Linked DNA regions of Anas platyrhynchos: region 1 is linked to region 2. The links are chromatin contacts, called in public Hi-C maps. All regions are on one chromosome and are shown on one strand. The core of a region is the stretch at or near the end of the contact, and the rest is flanking DNA. Distances in the headings are between cores, read along the strand shown.

Region 1 (5,292 bases), core at 2,781-5,280, 81 kb after region 2:
AGGCATCTTCACAGTATCTCCATGTTGCTGTCACTTTCAAGCCTGTGTCGTCTCACCTGCTTATCCAAAAGCTGCTCCTAGATGTTGAACCAATGAGAATGGTTTCTGTGGGACTTTGATTTTATGAAGATCATGGCTGAAGATTTAGTTTCTCTCGTAGGCTGGAATTTGTGCATTAAGAATAAACCCCTTTGGGATACAGGGCAAATTTCTTGCGAGGCTGATCAAAAACTGTGCCATGAACTTCCCCAGGAACTAGGGGCTATTTATACCTCTTGGTGAAACTTGCATTAGAAAATAAATAAAAGCAAGTGAACTGGGTTATATTTCTTCTATGTTTAGACTTCACAGAATTCCAACAGAGATAGGAACCTTTGTCGGTGAAGCAAATCTTTTTTGTCTTTCACATGGAAAATTAATTTCTTGTGCTGATATGAGAAATGGAAGACTTCTCCCAAATGTTTTTAGTGCAACAGAGCTTGTCCTTGCACAAAAGCAGCTCTTATATATATATATATATATATATTAGTATGGACTTATTAAATTGGAATTATATCTGCCTACATAATACATTTTATGATATTTACATTCTCAGGAATTAAGGAGATTAGAGGAGAAAATGAGAAGAACTGCATGCAGTCTTAATCTCAGCTCCCTACTTTTTGGTTCTTTCTCTGACCTTGTAGGTTTTGTTTGTTTGTTTGTTTTTGTAGTATTGATTTATAGCATTTCCTTACATATTAGTTTTTGTTGTTGATGTTGTTGTTGTTTTTCTAAAGGATTTGCTGTCCTGATTTTTGGAAACTATTTTATATTTGTTTATTTTAATGGAGAAAATAAGATTTTATTTTTAGTTATAATAAATGATTCATAGCTTCTAGGGATCATCCAGGGATTCCATTCATAGTTAATGATTAAAATGCAGTAATAAAACATGCAACGTTTGAAAGCTAAAAGCGATGCCTCTGAAGGTAGATCTTTGACAGAAATTGCTGACAGCATCAGAAACTCTTCCTCTATAAATATATATTCAGACATTCTAATTTCTCCATTTATTTTTTCCCTTTTGCTTTCTCTCTCTTGCAGTTGTCTTCTATTTGTGCAATTTCAGGTCAATATTCCAGCAAGATGACAGTTTCTCTATAATTTAATTTAACATTTTTCTTAATTTACATTTTTACTCATTTTTAGCCTGCAGTGGTTATTTGCATGGAAAGAAATTGTCTTCAAAGGATATATTTAGTCTGCTATACTGGATTAGAAATGTAAGCCAATCATGCAATGAGGTTAATTTTAAAACCTGTGGAAATTGTATAACTCTATTCAGTTTCCTCAGTGCTGGCACCCATCTTGTTTGAGGTCATATAACCTTTAACTCCAGTGTCAAATGTAATTTGCCATCAAAAGGAGTACAAGGACTCCCCTTAAAATAGACTTCTGTGACATTGTAGAATTTTTTACAGAGAAGCCTGAGCTGATTTTTTTTGTTCTTTTTAAAGCTGATGATCTGAGAATTGTGGTTGTGTTCAAAAATATGCAAAAAATGAATAGAAAGTCAAGCCAGACATGGAGAAACTTGTGCTTGTTCTCCTTTTCCTGCCACAAGCGTATACACCAATTCGTACTTCAGGGTAAAATGCCAATAATAGTAGACCTGCATTTTAGCTGATGCTGTATTTATTTAATTTAGACAATATTTAGACAACACTGTGTTTGAGTTTGTGTTTACCTTAGCTGCTTCTTTCCACCTCAGTTTGTTCCCACTTCCCAAAGAAATTGGATTATATTTTTTAAAGAATTTTGCTGTTTTTTTGGCAGTGGCTGTCTAGGGATGACTATCACGTTCATTATCCACATCAAATCTATTTATATCTATTGGTTAAGATTCAGCTTGTGATTACTGAGCTGCAGATGGAGCTCCCCGAACAGCAAAAGGAGTCCACGCATCTGTGCCAGTAACAGTGGGAGCCACGGTGGAGAGGTAGCTTAGAGGATCTGTCATTACAGAGTCTTTATCCCTTCAACCTCAGAGAGGTGTCAGAAAGAGGCAGTGAGTGCTACCTCACCTGTGTATTAGTTGGAGCTTTGGGGCTTTCAGCAGGCTGAAGAGAAATCAAATTATTCAAGGTGCCATTAATTTTACTAATCATTAAAGAGGGAATCCAAGTAGATGCAACTGTCAAAAGTCCAATGAACTATCAACAAAATACTAAAAGGATATATTTTTAAAGTACTGAAAATGACATGTATTTTTCCATCTGAGCTCATTAAACAAGACATCAAGGCAGTTCCGTTATAACCTACAAACTTCTGGATGATTTGCTACAGGGATATTTTTGTTTTCTAGGGCATGGACTCACTTGAATGTTTCATTTCTTATGTGCATGAACAGGAGCTGAAGAAAGTATTTTAGGCTAGAGGGAAGGACCAGGCAATTGGACAGTATATTTACCTCCAAGGCCATGAGCCACATGGCAGTGTCCCCATCTCCGTACAAAGCTGTGCAGATATCTAAAGGGTTCCAGATGGACAGCAGGGTGTCTCCTCGTGGTGCCCTGCAGAATTAGGCTAAACTAAACATATTTAATATGATTGTGAGCAGCTAAGCTGATTATCTCTGTGTGTCAGATAATACATCATACAGCTGAGTGGCTAATAGATTAAACAGAGAAAGGCATTTTCAGTTCTTTTGGATTATATTCCTCCTGCAGGACTGACACCAGGAACCTAGAAGGCACAGGAAAAAATCTTTTTTTCCCAGGTCTCCAAGAAACCTGCTTAAATATATGTATATAGTAAATAATGTCTTCTGTACACAGAAAATTGGGCAATCTTTATGCTCATCTTCTATAAACCTTAATATGAAGGAACCTTAACGTGGATAAGGGAATAAATAATTAGGTATATGGATTATTACGGAAAAACTGTCAAACACTGTAAGAACTGTTTAGTTCGGTTCTGAAATACAAGTCCTCAGTTTCATAAAGGGTTTTGAATCTCCAAAGTGTAAATGAAATACCACTTCTAATAAAAAGTTACTTGCATAAAGTTGTAACAGTGTGCAAAAGCCTTAAGTGATACCTGTCCGATAGGTATCCTGAGATTTCACATGTGTAACTATTGATACAAATTAAATTAATGGAACGAACATGGTAACATTATTTGCATTAAAATAAAGCAGAGATTTTATTTTCCATATTTATATTTTACCCCTCTATTTTTGAAAACTGTGTTTATTCACTTAAACCATTCCAGAGTCCAGGAGCTTGGTCTCCTTCCCTGTGAAATTTTAGCCAGAGCCAGGGGCATGGCTTTCACCCTGGTCAGCCTGGACTCTCCCGAGCAATTCTTGTAGATAGTTTGGGAGATAGCACAGGTATGCATGCTAGCAGTTTGGAAACAGCCACACAATTTTGGAACCAGAGACTGACAGAGAATACAGCTTGGAAGGAACTTCTGCAGGTCATGTAATGGCTTCCAAGCAAGGACAACTGGACAGGGTTGCCCAGGACTGTGTGAAGTCAAGTTTTGACTATCTCCAAGAACAAAATTTCTGCAGTCTCTCTGGGCAGCCTTTTCCTGGGTTTGACCACCGTGGGAAGGGACCCCCAAGGATCATCAGGTTCAACCCCGGCTGTGCACAGGACAACCCGAAAATCAGACCATATGTCTGAGAGCATTGTGGTTGTACTTGTTGGGGCATATGTGTAAGATACATGGTTGAGATGGTCAAAATAGTTTAGAGGACTCTTAAAAGTATCTCTGTGAGGAATTAGTGCCATGAAAACTTCCTCCATGTGCAGCGTCTGGTTGCCAGAAGCATGCGAATTTTAAAAGAAGATAAACAGAGATGGTTTAGATCCCTTCCCGTTGCCTTCAGTGGCTGGTTTTCCTGCTGCAGTCCCGAGGAGGAGGAGGAAGAGAAGGAAAAGGAGGAGGAAGAGAAGGAAGAGGAGGAATAGGAGGAGGAGGCCGTGCAGGTCTGCCGCTGGCTCCTGGCGTGCGGTGCCTCCGCCAGTGTTGAAGCTCCACCTAGAGCATCGGCGCGACACTGCTGCTCGCCCGCTGGCCCTGCCTCTGTCCCTACCACCCTGGGGTCCTCGGGAGGAAAACCGAGGTGTGCAGGCCTGAAGGACATCAGCCCCAACGCAGGACGAGTGGGGAAGAGAGGCTTCAGCTCATGCCAGCATCAGGGATGGACGGAGCTTCAGCACCCCAGGGTGGGCAGCACCTCCATCGCCAAGCATTTCGGCAAAGATGTTTCGATGCCTCCAAGGAAATGGAAAAGCAGTTGAGAAACCCCAAACATATTATGGGAGGGAATTATGTGGTGCTGTTGTCGGGTCACTTGGTGGTTGTACATCAATAACTTAAACATCAGGCGTTTCATAGGAAAAGTTAACGTTGAGCCAGTATTTTAATACTATAATTGTTTGGGTAGCTACTAGCTAGCAAGTGATGTCAAGCAAACTAATAGAATTGCTGATATGGGGTACTAATGAAAGAATTAACGGATTATGGATTTATTAGTATCAGTTGACGTGGTTTCCCGGGAACTCAGACTGTCAAACAAATTTGATACTGTTTCACTGAGATTAAGCATTAAACTGATAAAGGAGATTGTTGTTGGAATAGTGCTTTTACCAAACATATGATATAATCTTTAGTTAAAAAACAAACAAACAAACAAGAAAACTCTAACCAAAAATGACATTAACATATTTCATAATTTTTAAAAACTGATCAAATACCAGGTCATAACAATATTCTATAACCAAAGTGTTTTAATTCCAGGGGGCTGCATATTTTGTGAGCTCCTAGAGGGGTCTGTTTTAGCATGAATCTTCTCAACATTTTTACCAGTGACCTTGATGAAAATATAGCATTACTGCACATACAATTTGCATTATGACACACAAATTGATAGTGTGGAAAATAGCAAAGGCAGTGGTTTTATGACCCAAACTGATCAGTCATTTGTTGAGATTCAAAAAATGTCCATTTTTGTTAAAACAAATATTAATCCAAATACAATCTTATGCATCTAAGGAGAAAAAAAAAAAAAAATGTAATTAAATTTTTAGATATGGGGCTGAGTGCTTAAACGCAGCAAGACATTGAGAAGGAACACCATTAGAAGAAATCCCAACAGGTTAATCAATAGCACTCAGGTGCTGATACCACAAGGAAATGTCCTAATCAAAACATTGCATACATAAGAATTTGAACTATGAAGGATCTTATTAGGACTGCTGTCTTCAAAGATTGCTTCTCTCCTATGCAAGCACCTCG
Region 2 (5,077 bases), core at 1,677-4,176:
GGAGACTTTTACTTCAGGAAATTAAATCTGCTCCTTGCAAGAATAACTTTTATCACATATCCTCTCTTGCACCCATCTTTCAGCATTTTCCTTTTAAGTCCCTGTGGTTTCTAAGGTGAAACTTGCCTGTGTGCCCTGCCCTGGGAGGCAGAGCAGCACCCTGACTCGGGACAGGGGAGAGCAAGCCGTGGCACCACCTGCCTGAGCTTTTGCAGCAAAGGAAACAAACAAACAAACAAAAAAACAAAAAAAAACATTATTTTTTGCAATAATATAATTATGTCTTGTATCTCATCCTGCAGCCCATTCCAGCCTCTTTTTCGTACTGTCGCCTATCTTCCCACTTAATATACTTTTTGCACAGGGTCAGAGACAATTTGGCTCAAGACGTCCTTCTGCTCAGACTGGGGTCAATTCCAAATGAAAGCAAAGCTCCTCAGATAACCCCTGCCTGTTTCTGAAGATGTGTCCTCAGCTAATGCTCACTGCTTGGAAGCCTGGGCAAAACAGGGACAGGGCCGAGGAGGTGGAGGTGTGCCAGCTCCTGTCAGACAGGGCAGGCTGTGGAGGAGCAGAGGTAGGAGGTTACACAGAGGATCTGGGGCTAAACTGGCTCTTCTTGTACCTATAGGATATATTCAGCATTAAATCATGATGAATGGACAGTCAACGGCTGGCAGGAAATACTGGTGATTCCCAGTGAAAGCAAAACCACATCCACCATGTGATTCAGAAACTAAAGCTCAGCAGTGACCAGTGACTAGCATAAGAATAACGTCAGAAGTCCAGCCTCAGAAACCACAGTCAAAATCTCCCCAACAAAAGATGTCATTAAAAAGGGAGGTGAACTGGCACTATACGACCAGGAGGGATCCAGAAATCTCTTAACCCACCAGAGGCACTGTACCATTGCAAAATATCCAGCAGGCCACTGAGGATCCTGTGCTCCAGGAGAGAAATGAGAATTCACAAAATTCAGCAAAATCCGATGGACCTCCCCAAAAATCAGCGGGCAGCAGCCACAGCAACTCCCTATGAAGGAGATGGAGAAGAGGTAAAGAAAGGTAAGTTTTTTAATGTTTCTGTAATATATTTAGAAAGAAACAGGATGGTATATTCAATTCAAGCAAAATGAGAGAAAAATCATGTAAGTGACATATAAAAGAAATGGTAAATGAAGATATTAAAAACATTTATCACATAAACATGTTTAATTCTTGCTACATACTCAGGAGATCTGGAAGGTCTGCCTAGGAGATAATTGGCCCACTTATCTTCATTGAGAATACATCCAGGTATACAAGGAAAATTACTGAAACCTTACAGGGTATTAACATCAGGCCACTGTTAAAAGGGCATAAAGATGAGCCTGGTAATTGTGAGACGTGTAGTCTGACATCAACCCGAGGCAAAATGATGAGGCTGCTGATAGGGGGATTCGGCTGATAAATGGCAGGAACAGAAATGAATGCTGCTCGATGGGATGGAGAGGAGCAAGGCATGGGATTCTTGATTGCAGGTCAGCACTGGGTGTAGACAGATGTCTGTTCTTCCACAAAACTGCTGGCTGAGCACCGTGCAACGCTTCAGCAAAAGCCTTATCGGTGAGGCGTGTCAGAGGCGGCCGCCTTAACGGGCCAGTGGCTGGTAGAGCTGAAGAAGTGGCTGTGGCAGGAGAGGTGTCAGTGGTGCAAGGCTCCTCCTCGGGTGGCTGCTACTCCCTGCCATTCGGTTTTAACTTCTGTGGCCTGGGAGGAAATCTGGAATTGCTGCTGACCCACTGCACAGGGGGTCCAGGTGCTGGCAGTGCCACAGGGGCGGACCTGTGCTGCACACAGCTAGGCCCATCCGCCAGGCTGGTGGCATCTCAGCAGCATTGTAATTGAGGGCAGAAAGCACTGGGTGGGCAGAGGAGGATGGGAGGAGTGAGGAATAACAGAGAGAGAACCAAGGTCTGGGGAGGAGGAGGACACGGGGAGGAAGAGGCACGCTGGGTGCTGCAGGCACCATGTGCCCAGGGTTATCCCAAAGGATGGCATCCCATGGGAGGGACCCCATGGGGAGCAGGGGCAGAGCGTGACCACGAGGGAGTGGAGGAAACAAAGCATCAGGGACTGACCACAGCCCCCATTCCCTGTGAGCACTTGGGAAGGGAGTGATGCTGAGTCTGGAAAACAGGGGAAGGAAAGTTGACAATTTAACATTTGTTTCTCACTGTCCAAATCTATTTTAGGTGGTAAGACATTATTTTTCCCCAGGTCAGGTTGTTTTTGCCCATGATGGTAACTGGTAAATTACCTTATCGCCCTGTCTTTCTCCTGACACAAGTGTTTTTTCATCCCATTTTCACCCCCTGCCTTGCTGAGAAGGAGAAGTGAGGGAGCGGCTGGGAGGGAGCTGGGCTGTTTGTGAAGGCTCCCACGTACAGTTTGTGGGAGGCAAAGATCTTAAATGCATTAGCTAATTAGAAAAAGGGGTGATTAATAACACAAATTTATAAAGAGTGAGGAGGATGTGTCCCTGCTCCTCCCAGGAGCAGTGATTTCCAGCCTGTCCTTGGTGACTGTATGCCAGGGACCCAGTGCCAGCCCACGCTACCCCAAAACCTGAAGATGGATGCTAGTGGCAGATTGATCTTTCCTTACAGGTATTTTCCCCTTGTGTGTTACCACATTTACCAGTTCAAAAAACAAGCAGTTTCTCTCTGAAGTATTGATTCTTAATCTTGTTTGCCCTTCATATTTGATTTCACTAAAGAGAAGGAGCTCTTGTCTTTGCAACTTTTAGTATGTGCTGTACTTACTGTAATCCATCCCCTGTGTATCTTAACTATAAATACAAGGTTTTCCAGAGAGCTGCTGCTAACTCTCGAGAGACCGATAAATGGCTGAGATATATTTTCCAAAAATATCCACTAGAGGGTACTCAATGACCTTCCAGTGAAGGGAGGTTTGTATTCCGGCGACTGCAGGAGGAGAGCCGAAAGAAAATGTCACTGACAGTGGCATTAACAATAGCAGGGGACAGCACGGTACCCGCAGGCAGGATCTGAGGTGACAGGAGGCTTGGACTATCTCAAATCCAGCACGAACATCGCTGTACCACCTCTCCAACCCGTCAGATGGAAACGGGACAATTTGTATTCCCGGTGGGTTTTGGTGGCCCCTTGCCCAGAGCAGGAGCTGGTGTCCAGTCCCGCTGCATGCCAGGGCTGGCCGGGGTTGGGGCCCCAAGTCAGTCATGACAGACAGTACACCACTGTGTTTCCTTCCCCTTTTTCCCACTTTTGCTGTCTGACCTTCGAGAGGAGAAGCTTTGGGGGTGACCTCGGTGCCAGCTGGTTTGACACAGCTGAGGTTTTCTAAAAACACGTATTTTTTATACTGCTGGCCATTGACACAGTTGATATCGGAGTATAAGCAATCCTCTCATAAAACAACAGTGATCGCTGTTCCATGGGCAATCTATTTTTATTGTGCTAATCACTCGTGATTATTTTAAATGGGTGGCTGATAAATGTCCTTTGTAGGCAGGCTAGAAGATGAGGTGATTTTAACATGCAGCTAAGTCACATACATCCACGGAGGCTTTATAAACCTGAAGAATTCCCTAGTCATGAATTTCTGTTCATATTATTATTCCAGGCTTTTATTTCTCCATTAAATGTTACAAAGGGCATGTAAAATGCTAGGAATGGTCTCGAAAAAGCTGTCCCTGAAAGGATATGCCATTCATTTTTTGCCTTCTACTTTCAAAAAATCAATAATAAGCATCTTATTTCAGGGTTGAAAGAGAAGATTTTTACTATCCAGCAGGACATCTGAGTTATTGACCTTGAACGCTAATCAGTATGTTTGAATGTTCTCACCAGGTTTAGAGCCGAAGCTACAAAAAAACTAATTAAATCAGCAGGGGGCACGATTTCTTCAAAATATCACAGGATTATCGGAGCCGTGTGCTGGGCTTTCTTTCTGTTACACAGCTCAGGGCTGCTCACCAATATTGTTTTTAAAGATCTAATGGCATTTTTCTCACTTAACCTGTTCTGTCCAATGCCTTGAAGTCAGGTCTCAGGTTAGGGTCTGTTGTGGGATCCCAAACAGCCTTTGGGGGCAGTGATTTGCCACCTGGGCTGACAGACCCTCCCTGAGATGCTCCACGATGGGGAAATTTCAGGTGTTATCAGTGCTGTTCATGGTCCTGCATGGGACCAGTGGGCCAGGCTTGTGGGGCGAGGGTGTCACTGTAGCCATCCTGGAGTCCTTTTTTCTTGTTTTCCTGGAGGTCCCTCTTTCCCTGGAGTGGCTTGAGCCTTGTTGTCCTAGCCATTAAGCCGCAGCGTGCAGAAGTGTGTGATCACATCTACCCAAGGCAGAGAACAGCAGACACAATGACCAAAGGTCCCAGTGGATGGCACCCCAAAATCCTTTTTAGCAAGAAGAGGAAGGCAAAAGTGAGCTGAGCTCCACCACAACTGCTTTCACACCCCCCCTCCTCAATGGCAAAGGGGAAGAAAATACAATGGAAAGGGCTCAAGAGTTGAGATAAGGGCAGGAAGATCACTCAGTAATTATTGTCATGGGCAAAACAGACTCAGCATAGGGGAGATTAGAGAAATGTATTGCCTATTACTAACAAACTAGAGCAGTGAGAAACAGAACAAAACAAAAACAAACAAATAAACAAAACTAAAAAGACCTTTCCCTGATCCTCCTTCTTCCACCTCCTCCCCCCGAGTGGTGCAGGGGAACGGGGAATGGGGGCTGTGGTCAGTCCCTGATGCTTTGTCTCCGCTGTTCCTTCACGGACTGTCTTTTTAAATATTTTGGGCCATTACCCTCCCATTTGGGTCTAGCTTTGGCTTTTTATCTTGTGCCAGATCTCAAACCTTGAAAAACTTTTTTTTTCTTTTCTTTCTCTCCCCTCCCCCCCCCCCATCCCTCCAAAAACTTATCTTTAAGCCATAGGCACTCAAGCAATCCAGCAACACCTGCTGTCCTGGGAGGCACTGGCACATCACCTGCCTAAAACAGATCCTGCCTGAAGCTTATGCCTGCTCACAGGTAGGAGTTAACTC

What was found. A called contact is a pair of places that touch in the nucleus more often than the background predicts.
Region 1: a Hi-C map of F1 follicle shows a contact between it and region 2, with 3 times the contacts expected there. The contact joins two enhancer-like sites. A contact is called at or near these places in 3 of 8 Hi-C or Micro-C datasets (F1 follicle, skeletal muscle and subcutaneous adipose tissue).

What each region holds. Positions count from the first base shown.
Region 1 is chr3:86,389,056-86,394,347 of IASCAAS_PekinDuck_T2T, forward strand. No RefSeq gene overlaps it. Among named protein-coding and RNA genes, the nearest start is that of SH3BGRL2, 11 kb to the left of the region's middle. Within about 2 kb of position 4,031, at least 1 of the 8 cell types and tissues checked has an H3K27ac peak or open chromatin away from gene starts, as enhancers often do.
Region 2 is chr3:86,309,020-86,314,096 of IASCAAS_PekinDuck_T2T, forward strand. It overlaps LOC140002230 (a long non-coding RNA gene), which reads left to right. Exons shown (of 5, transcript XR_011808483.1): 1 at 1-1,064; 2 at 4,962-5,063. Among named protein-coding and RNA genes, the nearest start is that of ELOVL4, 44 kb to the left of the region's middle. Within about 2 kb of position 2,927, at least 1 of the 8 cell types and tissues checked has an H3K27ac peak or open chromatin away from gene starts, as enhancers often do.